Regions from separate parts of the Dromaius novaehollandiae genome. Here region 1 is linked to region 2. Evidence: chromatin contacts called from public Hi-C data. All regions are on one chromosome and are shown on one strand. The core of a region is the stretch at or near the end of the contact, and the rest is flanking DNA. Distances in the headings are between cores, read along the strand shown.

The links. A called contact is a pair of places that touch in the nucleus more often than the background predicts.
Region 1: a Hi-C map of brain shows a contact between it and region 2, with 6 times the contacts expected there. The contact joins the promoter of LY96 here to the promoter of GDAP1 in region 2. A contact is called at or near these places in 2 of 4 Hi-C or Micro-C datasets (brain and liver).

The regions. Positions count from the first base shown.
Region 1 is chr2:127,856,532-127,861,854 of bDroNov1.hap1, forward strand. It overlaps LY96 (lymphocyte antigen 96), which reads right to left and starts at 2,838. Exons shown (of 5, transcript XM_026115160.2): 1 at 1-2,838. TMEM70 (transmembrane protein 70) reads right to left here. Exons shown (of 3, transcript XM_026115158.2): 3 at 4,011-5,323.
Region 2 is chr2:127,664,252-127,669,808 of bDroNov1.hap1, forward strand. It overlaps GDAP1 (ganglioside induced differentiation associated protein 1), which reads right to left and starts at 1,280. Exons shown (of 6, transcript XM_064507377.1): 1 at 992-1,280; 2 at 149-341. The coding sequence starts at 1,066.

The DNA.
Region 1 (5,323 bases), core at 1,588-4,087, 190 kb after region 2:
CAAGATAGTATAAAAGGGCACTGGAAAGGAAGGAGATAAACTTACTTACATTTTATTTTTACTAAATACTCTTTCTTTACTGTAACATTTTCTTATATACTCTGAGGAGGAAGGTGAAAAGGAAAGAAGGATGAAAAGGAGAGAAAGGAAATTGGGGAGAGCTACACAATAGTGTTATTTTACTGGAGTTTTGTGACAGTTTACTTCACTTGTTTTGAAATCCTTTGTAACTGCATTTGATAGGGACTGACTCTCATATCAGGTTTTAGCAGTACCCAAAATAAATCCAAGTCCAGAGAATTTAGAACTTCATGCCTATGACTTTTCATTTCCTCTGCATCTGAGATGCTGAGAGGAAGAAGTTTAACACTAAGCTTCCTCACTAATTTATGTTTAAAAACCTTACCCTAATTTATAAGATTTTTATTTTCTTTTTCAGTAAATCTAAAAAGTGCTTAGCTTATATGTGATTGCTTTTCAAAATAATCGCTTTGTATTTGGTTTGTTGGCTGCAGATGAGTACTTTGACCTGAAGAGCAGTTATGAGTCACTGAAATCTCCCTCAGAAAAGATTTATAATATACATTATCATAATATCCCATCTCAGAAAAAAATATTAACAGTATTCCAGGACAGCAGAGGAAAGCACTCCATTTTAAACCATTAATCAGAGAGAATTATAAAGCTTGAGATGTATGTAGATGCACTTTCTAGAAGACACCAATATGTCCAAGTTCTTGGGATGTAACAGCATAATTCCCAAAACCTCATGTTAACTGAAAACTCTTTTAAGATGTTTTTCTATTTATTCAATAGAAAAAGAGGAAATGATCATTTAATTTTCTTTGCAGGACCATTTGTGTCAGTTTTTGAAGCAGATCTTTATGCAGGTGGAAGCAGACACGATTATTGCTTCTGATCTTGGGTTTAGGTTTGCTGTTGCAGATTCTCCAGTATAAAGGGACTATGTACAGGGCATTTGTTCACATAACAAAGTACACCTGACAGTCAACACGGAGAACACAAAATTGTAGGAATTCACAGGCAAATTTCCTTTCTTAAATCCTCTCATCCCATCTTTGACAATATTTATTAGTGCATATTTTATGCATAGTTTAAGCAAAAAGTCATGACGAGGGAGGCTAGAGAGAGAAAGAGGATTCATCTTCTCTGCATATGGCTGATGAAGTACTTAGGATGCCAGGGAGGCCAGTCCAAGAGCAGTGCAACAGCAGATATCTGGTGGTGAGTCTGTAGCATTTGAGAAGGCAAGGAAATAGTTGGGAGAGGAAGAAAGGGAGTGACAAGCATTATTCTGAACGTATTGGTAAGCCTGCCAAATGCATTTTGGCTTCCTGGTTTGATTCGAATGTGTTAAGTTAAATCGCTGGACACGGTTAAGTGAAATACAGGCTAGCTGCTATCCTGTGGAAACAGTTATGTTGAAATAACCCTCTGCCTGATGCCAACAGGCTAATAGTTTATTCTTTTCAAGCCAAGTTTAGGATTAAAGCTTATAGGTATACTCTAAAGAGCATATTAAACCATTAAACTTGGCAGGAAGAGGAGAAAGCAGAGGGTAAAGGGAGAAGAAAGGGTTATGTCCTACCTGAGGCTGATATCCAGAATGGATACCACAGCAGCACAGTCTGCCATTGGTATTCTGGGAATGGAGATGGTTGGACACATTTTGGGGCTGTGTGCTCTTGCTCTCTCTTTTCCGTGCATAAAGTAGCTGCTCTTTTGAGCTGAGGTCTGTACAGCTGTCAGATGATCTTATTTTTATCAGTGGATCCAGCTCTTAGCTAGCCTACTTGTTCTATTTCTTGGTGGGGCTGAAGCAGGCTGTGCTGTACATGGGGTCATGAAGAACTTCATGGTACAAGCACACAACTCCAGGGCAACCAAATTACAGCAGCTTACTAAGTTTCTACTTCTTAAGTTATACTGAGAAATTATAACTATTCACTTGTGTGCTCTTAGTTTTTATAGCACAGATAGAATTTCATGAAGTTTCCATTGCCTTAATTATACTCTCTACAGTGTGAAAGACTTGCACAGCTTGTCTTCATCTTTGCCAGTGCAGTGACTCTGGTTTGTAATAAAACAAGCTCAAGTGAAACTAGTTATCTATTAATTCTAGAGACTGTGGTTAAGAGTCTGAAGTACCTCAGAGCTTTAAAGATATCTCTTTAAAGTATGTTAAGGGGATAATTTTCTCACCAGAAATTCTTACATTTGCAAGAAAAGTCTGAGGACTGAGGGATAATTTAATTTAAAGAATAAAATTAAAGAATGACAAGAAGCATTGTACTTTATAATTACGAACAGATAGGGACTAATGAATAATACTGTGGACAAAGCCAAAAACTTGAGAAAAAGGGAAAGGAACACTGGCAGGAAAACAACATGTAATCAGAGAGTGAAAAGAAAAAACTGTAAGTACACATCCTGTCTATCTTCAGAGGAAAAGCAGCAGTCATCTATGACCTTCTGTGGAACCTCTAAAGGCTGGAAGGGAATAGGAGATGAGTCCAGGAAGGAGGTTTGAGTCATTTCATATGTTCCTGCTCTTCACGCCAGATTGAGGGGAACAGGCACTAGAGTGAGTAACATGTGAGACCCAGCTGCTAGTGACAAGTGACTGGCTGGTACTGGGAAGTTTGCAGGAGCTGGCAATTTCCACAGTAGCTATAGTCTTGCAAATAAGACAGCTTGTGGGTCACATATTTTAGAAGACTGAGCCTCTAAATCAGTGTTTCCTTCAGAATTTCCACCAACATGTATGAGCACATTGTCTAGGACTTACAAATTACCTGTTTCTTCCATGTTGCACACAACTTACCTACATCAGAAAAAATGTCAGGAACTACCAGAGGGGAAATGCTAGCAACTTGTAATACCTCTGCGATCAGAACTGTTTTTCACCAAATGTATCAAACTAAAGAATAAAAAAAAACAAGAAGAAAAAAGTTTACAATATTAATAGAATTGTGAAGGATATGGAGCTGATATTAAAAATCAGTGCTTAATCAGGCTTTAGGAGTTACTTAACAGCAATCTGAGTTTCCTGAAACACTTACTGCAGGATTTGTTAGTAGCAAGAGGGCCTGTTTTCCTCTACGTACGGTTCATAACAAATGCCTAGGACAGGAAGCATCCAGTCTCCCACTCAGAAATGCACTTAGTGCACTATGCAACACATCTGAACTCTGCGATCAGGAGAAAGGATGGGCTGGTCTGATAAAAGGAGCGAAGAACTAAGACATCTGCTAGCTTAACCTGCATTTCTCTGCTTGAAGACAAACAGGCAGAAGAAATAGTATTTTAATTCTATATATATATTTTTTAAAGAAACTTAGCCACTGAAATGGAAATGTCTTACTATTATTGCTTAAATCTGAATTAGCAAAAATCTCAAATTTAACAGTGAAAATTTTTTGCAGTTGAAAGAAGACTGATGATTTTGTTATTGTCTGTGTGGGTTTGTAAATACAATTTTTGGGCCCTTCTCTTTACCTTCTCTTGCAAACTCTGTTTCCTGTTCTCCCTCTATTTGGCATTTAAAGATGATTATGTTAACTTAATCTACAAGCACAAAAAGAAGGGAGTAAACATATCAGATGTGGAAAGAATGAAAAGATTAATTAGGTGTAAAACTTAATTTTCAATAAGCACAAGTACTAAAAACCAGGGATCAGAATTGCATGCTACTGGCCTCATATTTTCAGCATAATGTATGGAATATATTTTTTGTGTATTATTGGTCACCTATCTAGTGTTACCGGCTTAATGGAGGCTGGATCAGGCTTCTAAGATTATAGCTGTTCCAACACAAAAGAAGCATGTCAAAAATATTTGGATGGGCCAATTTGCTTTCAAATCATTCAGCAAACATATCCCGAGTAGTTTCAGTAGTCAGAACAACAGTATTTAAAAATACTGGTATTTTAATATGATCTATGGTGTCATCCTGTGACAGGACATTAAAATAATAGTCTTAGAAGCCATTTAGACTTTTAAATACATTCTTTTTACTCAGAATTTAGAAAACATCTGTAAAGACAGTTATAACTTTTTCCTTATCTGCAGCATCAAGATGACTTCATTAGTAGCAAGCATCAGATTTACTCATTACAAATTACACTGCTAACACAAAAGGATTAACGTGAATTTTGCTTATATTCTTTTCCAATTCAGTCATTTTTTTAAACTTCAAAATATTTAGGCCTTTCATTATTTAAAAACAAGTATCCATCACTTTACATGACAAAACTCTGCTTGGGCTGAAAACATTTAAATCCAATTTCATATTCAGAGTGCAGAACTAATCTAACAAATCCAGTCAGGCAAAAAGATCCAAAGGTCTAATCCTCTTTTTAATTGAACTAAAGGTGGCTTTCTTTGCAAAGCTAAATAAATAAATAGATAGAGAGGTATTTTTAAAGGCAGAAAACCTAAACAGTACTCTAGAGAAGATTCCTTTTTGCTTCCCCAGCAAGGTTTCCATTTTAAAGGAAAGTTTCCATTTTTTACTGAAAAGTTTCCATTTTAACCATTATCTGCTAGTATTTTCTTTAAATCAGTACAAGTACAGCACACACTTTAGACAGTATTTTGACAGAGCAGATGTTATGCCAGAATGCTTGCCTCCTTCCCCCCTGCCCCCAGAAGAGAAAGATCACTTGTTCTCCACCTCTGGGGACAGAGTTGCTTGGGTGTGGGCCTATCGCTTAAGAGGCCATGCAGTAAATGTGAATAGCTAGAGTTTATTAAGGCTCAGCCATTCTTCCTATCCTCCCCAGAGGCCTGCAGGCAAGGGAACTAGCAACACCTGTCTGCTTTCTGAAGACTCCTCCAGGCTACTGATGTTCTCACAGAGGGAAGTGAAAGCCATCTCCATGCCTTTATACTGTCTGTGAAGTATCAACAAGAAAACCTGGCCTTTTTGCATTAAGTGCAATTAATCTTTAAGCCTTAAAAACTTAACTAATTACTTGATGGGTAATGAGTATTGATGATTTTTTTATATGAATGACTCCTTTTAAAATAGAGTTGATGAGTTTGCAGCACAGACTGAACAGCCTGTGCATTTTACAGTTCCCCTGGACAGTTAACAATAAAAATCAAGCCAAGAACAAATAAGCACAAGACAGATATAAGCATTTGTTTTACTGTGTTTTGTGTCATTAACTCTGAAGAAATCTCTCACTGTTTACAAGTTATTTAAAAAAAAAAAAAAAAAAAAAAAAAAAAAAAAAAGACTTTGGGCTTTTATACATTCCAAAATGCATCTGAAGAACTCTAACAGTATCTGAGACTT
Region 2 (5,557 bases), core at 30-2,529:
TTTTATCCCTCACCACCAACTACTAGAGATATTTACTTCTGAGAGTAGAAACATTTTCTGGTCATGAACAAAATACTACACAGTGATATAGAAACTGTGGCACATTACTTGTACAGGGGCAAGATAATGCACTGAAATGTAAGATTACCGTCTACAAATGTTGCTTCAAGATAATCAATAATCTGTGTTGCCTCACAAATAATATTTTCCCCATGGATAAGGACAGGTACTTCTCCAGATGAATTTAAACGCATAAACCAAGGCTCATTGTGCTCGCTCAGCGGCAGATTTACATCGTGTTCTTCACATTTTAGGGCTTTCTCAGCAATCGCCAAGCGCACCTGGAAAGATATTAGCGAGTTACTTGATGAAAAATATTGCGAGAAGAAACGCGTGCAGTCTGTGGAGCAAGCCCACCCAGCGTGGCCCAGCAGGGGCTGGGGGACCGGGCTCTCCCCGCGGCTCTGCTGCTCACTTTGGGCAAACCGCTGCACCCTTCATCCTTTGCATCAACCCTCTGCAGGGGACCTACCCCTTTGCAACGTGTCCCTTTACATCACACCCGCTGCACGGCTCACACTTGCAACATATACCTTTATGCTATGCCCTCTGCAGCGTACACATCTGTAACATGTCTCTTTACGTTATACCCTCCACAGCGTGCACATCTGTACCGTGCATCTTCACGTTGCCTCTGCGCGGGTACCGCCTGCAGAGCGCCCCGCGGGTGCGGGCGGCGCTGCTCCGCGGGCAGGCGCGGCGCCAGCGCGGGGCCCGGCGGGGCGCTGCCTCCTCCCGGGCGCCCGCGCTAATTCGCAGGGAGACCGGGGCCCTCGGAGAGGCGACCGGCGCCGCGGCCTCACGAGGAGGCCCGGCCGGCGGCGGGCAGCCCGCTCCCGCCCCTCCCAGGCGGCCGGCAGCGCTCCCTCGCCGCACAGACCTCCGCCGGCTGCTCCCCCCGCGCAAGCATCCGCGGCGCCGCCGCCCTCACCTTCTGCGAGGAGAAGGACTGCGTCCAGTGGTACAGCACCAGCCGCCCCGCCGCCCCGCCGCCGCCCAGCGCCATGCCCGCCGCCGCCCGGCACCGCGCTGAAGCGCAGGGGCGCCGCGCCGCGCAGCGGCCTCCCCCCGCGGCCGCGGTGTGGCTGCGCGGCGCCGGTCGCTGCCCCCGCGCTGCTGCGAGGACGGCGCTGCCGAGCAGGGCGAGCCGCCCGCAGCCTCCCCTAGGGCAGCAGAGGAAGATGGATGCGCAGGGAGAGAGATCACATGGCAGGGTGGGGTTTTTTTGGTTTTGTTTTTGGTTTTTTTTTAAGGCTCGCTCTCCTCCCCCCCCCCCCCCAACAAATATTTGCACCATGAATTTAAAGGATACTGAAGTCATGCTCTTAAGGAAAAAAGCATGATAACGGTTACCAGAAAACACCCTGAATTTGGGCCATATCAGTATAAACAGCATTGCCAACTGCACTTCAATTATAATAACCACAGCTGGTAGAACTAAAAATAAAACTCCATGAAAATAGACACATCTTTTTCCTTGAGCTGCGTCCTTTCAACCTCAAGAGACAAGGCACCTTGATTTTTTTCTATAGATGAAGTCTACAAGTATTTAGCAATTTTGCAGGGCTTTTTCCCAAATGAAGTAAGGTCTTTGAAAAGTATTTGATAGCAAAAATTAGCATCTTCCATCAGAAAATGCTTCCCCTGTATCTCAAAATGGAGATAGCTCAGAAGATGCAATTGCTGGTAGTTCCTAATGGATGAGGCTTGTCCTATCTGCTGAATCAGACAAGAAAATTAAAAAACATGGGAAGCTTACAGAGCCCAGAATATTGTTCATCTCATGCCAACTGTTGCATCAACCATAAAGGTGACTACTTTGGGTGAACCGGGATACCTCATGCAGGCATACCACTTCTTTATGCCCCATGCAGCCCAACACTAGTGGTCCTCACCATGTGGAGAATGCATGAAAGAAGACCTGAACATTGCAAGCTACAGCCCAGTAACAATTACATTTGATTTTAAGTGAAATTTTGACACTTTTGTAATCAAAAGGAGTTTTGCTATCAGTGTCAGCTGAGGCAAAATTTTCATCTGGATTCATAGCTATTAAACTTTGTAATCATGGCCAAGAGTTTGGTCTGGAAGTACCATGCACGAAACTGAATATGATCCCTGACAATTAATAGTTGTACAATACTTTTGTCAATATTCTTTTGAAGCTCCTAATAGTAAGCCTGTGGGCAATAGTCAGCAGCAATAAACACCCCTGGGAGTGTTAAATATCATCAACTAAACTGAGAACATTAAGCAAGGGGATGAATTGAAGTCACGGACTGAGACAAGTTGATGTACAAATCTTATAAATCACAATGGAAGGAACTAAATGCCAGTTCCCAGCCTGCACCATTCACAAGAGGGGGCACAACTGCAGCCATGCAACCTCCTGGTGACTACTCACCGTCACCCACAAATAGCCTCAGAAGGGCAGGCACAATGAGTGGCTTCTCATACCTATCTGGTACCAGTCAGTGTGTTACTGACAGTAAATTTGGGGGAATTTATCTAACCTAATTTTAATTCTTTGAAAAGTTGAAGAATTTGCTTAGAAGGGAGAATAAAGATGCAATGTTTCTCCAAAGCTGTATATCTAAGAGTGCTGGAGCACCCTCACGCACTGGGGCTTGATGAGCACCCATCACTCATACACAGGTTTTCTCATGGTCTCTAACCTAGGTTCCTGTACAGTTCCTCAGAACTAGATCTTTTAACATCTCAAGGCAAAGAACTGGATATTGGATAACATTAGAAATTATTCTTTTGAAATTTACATGCACTAGAGTCTGTATTTTAGGGTTGTTTTTTTCAATTTAGCCTTGGAATCAAAGTGTTTTCATTTTGTAAGTTACCAGATCACTTTCATTTCAATTTTCTTGTTCAGCTAATCTATTTAATAGCAAACATGAACATCTGAGTTTGAGTTATGTTCTGTGACCTATTTTAGATGACTAGAAGGGCAATTAAAGAGAATAAAATGTCTCTGTTTGAAAGGAACATCTCGGATTTAAACTTACTCTGTAAGTCAGGAGAGAACAATTAACAATGACTAAAATATATCTAATATCTTCATTGTAAGGGTGAGGTGTTAGCAGAAAAAATGATATACATGGAGGAATCTGAAGACTATATTTCTCTATACTATAGCAGAGATGCAATTAATTTATCCCTGAAGTTCAAACAGCATCAGACTGCTGATTTAATGAGATCTAGATCAGATCCCACAGCAGCTTTTCAGATACATTATAGAAATGAATAGCTTGCATGGGAATTATTCATTCCTTGAGGTTTGTACATGTTCAAATCTGTGTATTAGAGATGAAAAACAGTTATTAGTACTTCATAATTTTTATAGCCACACATGTCTGTGAGTTGGCATTTAGTTACATGCATTAAACTTTGCTTATTTCAGCTGCATGAACTTTGAACTTTCCTCTTAATCTCAAAAAACAGTATAGCAAACATGGCACTGAGAAATTTACTGTTCTTCCATGTTCCCTTCTAATTCTTCTGAACCACGTGGGAGAGAGAGGAAAGACAAGCAGCAGCATTATATGGTCCTGTAGTCTACACTAAATCACCCAGTTAAAAAAGAAATTACACCAGTGAGTTTTTGATGTGCAAAGAATAGCAAAGAATTCAGTTTTGCTGACTACCTTTGCTTTTGTGAGTGTTTAAAAATGTTGTCGATGGACAGCCATACAAAGATTTAGAGGCCTAAATTCACAGAAAGTGAGGCCTATGTTTTATTTTATTCAAGTTAGCACATCAACAGTATTGAAGCAGTCTGCAAATAAGTATGAATTCCTTATTATGAAGTAAAAAAGCCCTATCGTACTAGTTAGCAAAAGGGACAAGCATGAGCCCATTATCTTGGGAAAATAGTTCAGAAGTAATATAATAACTCACATACCCATCTAACTAGCAAGATTTTCCAATGTGAACATGTTAAAGCTTAGGTAAGGCAGAAAGTATCTGGACTCTTTAATGAAATATATATTAATCAAATGTATTTAAGAGTCTTAAATTCCTAAATTAATAGCATTTAAACAGGGGAAGAGAAACGAATTCATAAGAAACAATGCAATAATAAATAATCTGGAAAAGGAAAGGGTTTTTTTATTTAAACATTTATAAATTAAGTTTCTCACTGCCTTCTCATATCCAAAACATTTTAAAATGGCACGTCATATATTTCAGAAGTAATGCAGATATGGTACCGGGCCATTAGGTCACTGGGCACTCAGAGCGGCCACACACACCCTCACCCGCCCCTGGCAAAAAGCTGTTTTCATAACTGACCACGAGAGGCCTCCCTTTTCTAAAAATAAGATAAAAAGCACACTCTTTCTCCAGAGTTGTTCGAGAGGAAATGTAGCTGAGGCTTTCTTCTTCAGAATTAACACCTATCCATATCTGTAGGTTTTCCCCTAAGCCCCTCTATCTCCTAATGCACAAAGAAAGCCAACAGAAGTGCCAGATTATGAAAAGGAAAACCTTAATCCAAATGTATTTACAGACAGTTCTCCAGTATTTTACACAGTTGAAAGTTATTCTCTGTGCAGGTGCTTTTTAATGTGTAAGTGGAATGAATACAAAAGAAGCGCAAGGCACAAAAATACAGAATTGCAAATCCAGTTGGCATCTTGACACTTTGGCATTGAAGGCAGACCATCAATATTGTGTGACAAGTCACTTTTCTCACCATACTGACATTCTTGCCTTGTTTCTCTGTATGGCCTCTCTTGGGCCCTTCTTTATATCATCTTGTATGTTTTTATAAAATGTATATACACACACCTATACAAGTTCTCTAATATGCAGATTTTTACCTCATGAAAAGAAAATTTCCTGGTATTACTATTGTTTATATAAGCTGTACCAACACAAACTTAATAAGCAGATAAATTAGGTCAAAAATCTGGAAATCAGGATTCTGGTTTTGTTTTCCTCCTGACTTTACCACTCTCTCTATGATATTGTCAAGAAACATTTAGGCCAGATACGTTATAAAAGTGATTGCTGCAAGTGAAAAAAAAATGATAGTTTTTTACTTAACAGATCAGTTCTTTGTGCATATTCAAAACCAAAATCTTTTGCTATTTTCTATGCAGCTAGAGGTGAAAATTAGCAGTATTCCACTTATGCATCATTAGCAGAATCATTAGGTCAGTTCTAGGTGCAGACCTGGCATAACTGATGTTATGTGCAGGAGCTAATGCTGCTTGGGAAAATAAGACAGATTCTATTCTGGACCTTCTGTCATCAGTATTTATTGGCTAAATTCCCATTGCAAACTCTGCATTACTGGTGATGACATATGAGTCCAAAAGAACACAGCATGGGGAGATTAAATATTGACCCTTACAAGAACTATCTTTTTAGTATGACTGATGAATTAGATATGCAACTATTTAGAAACAAGACCACAAAGCAAAGTTATGACTCAGTTCAGACTATCCGTGCCCTAACTTAACTGTGTATAAAACCATGGAGG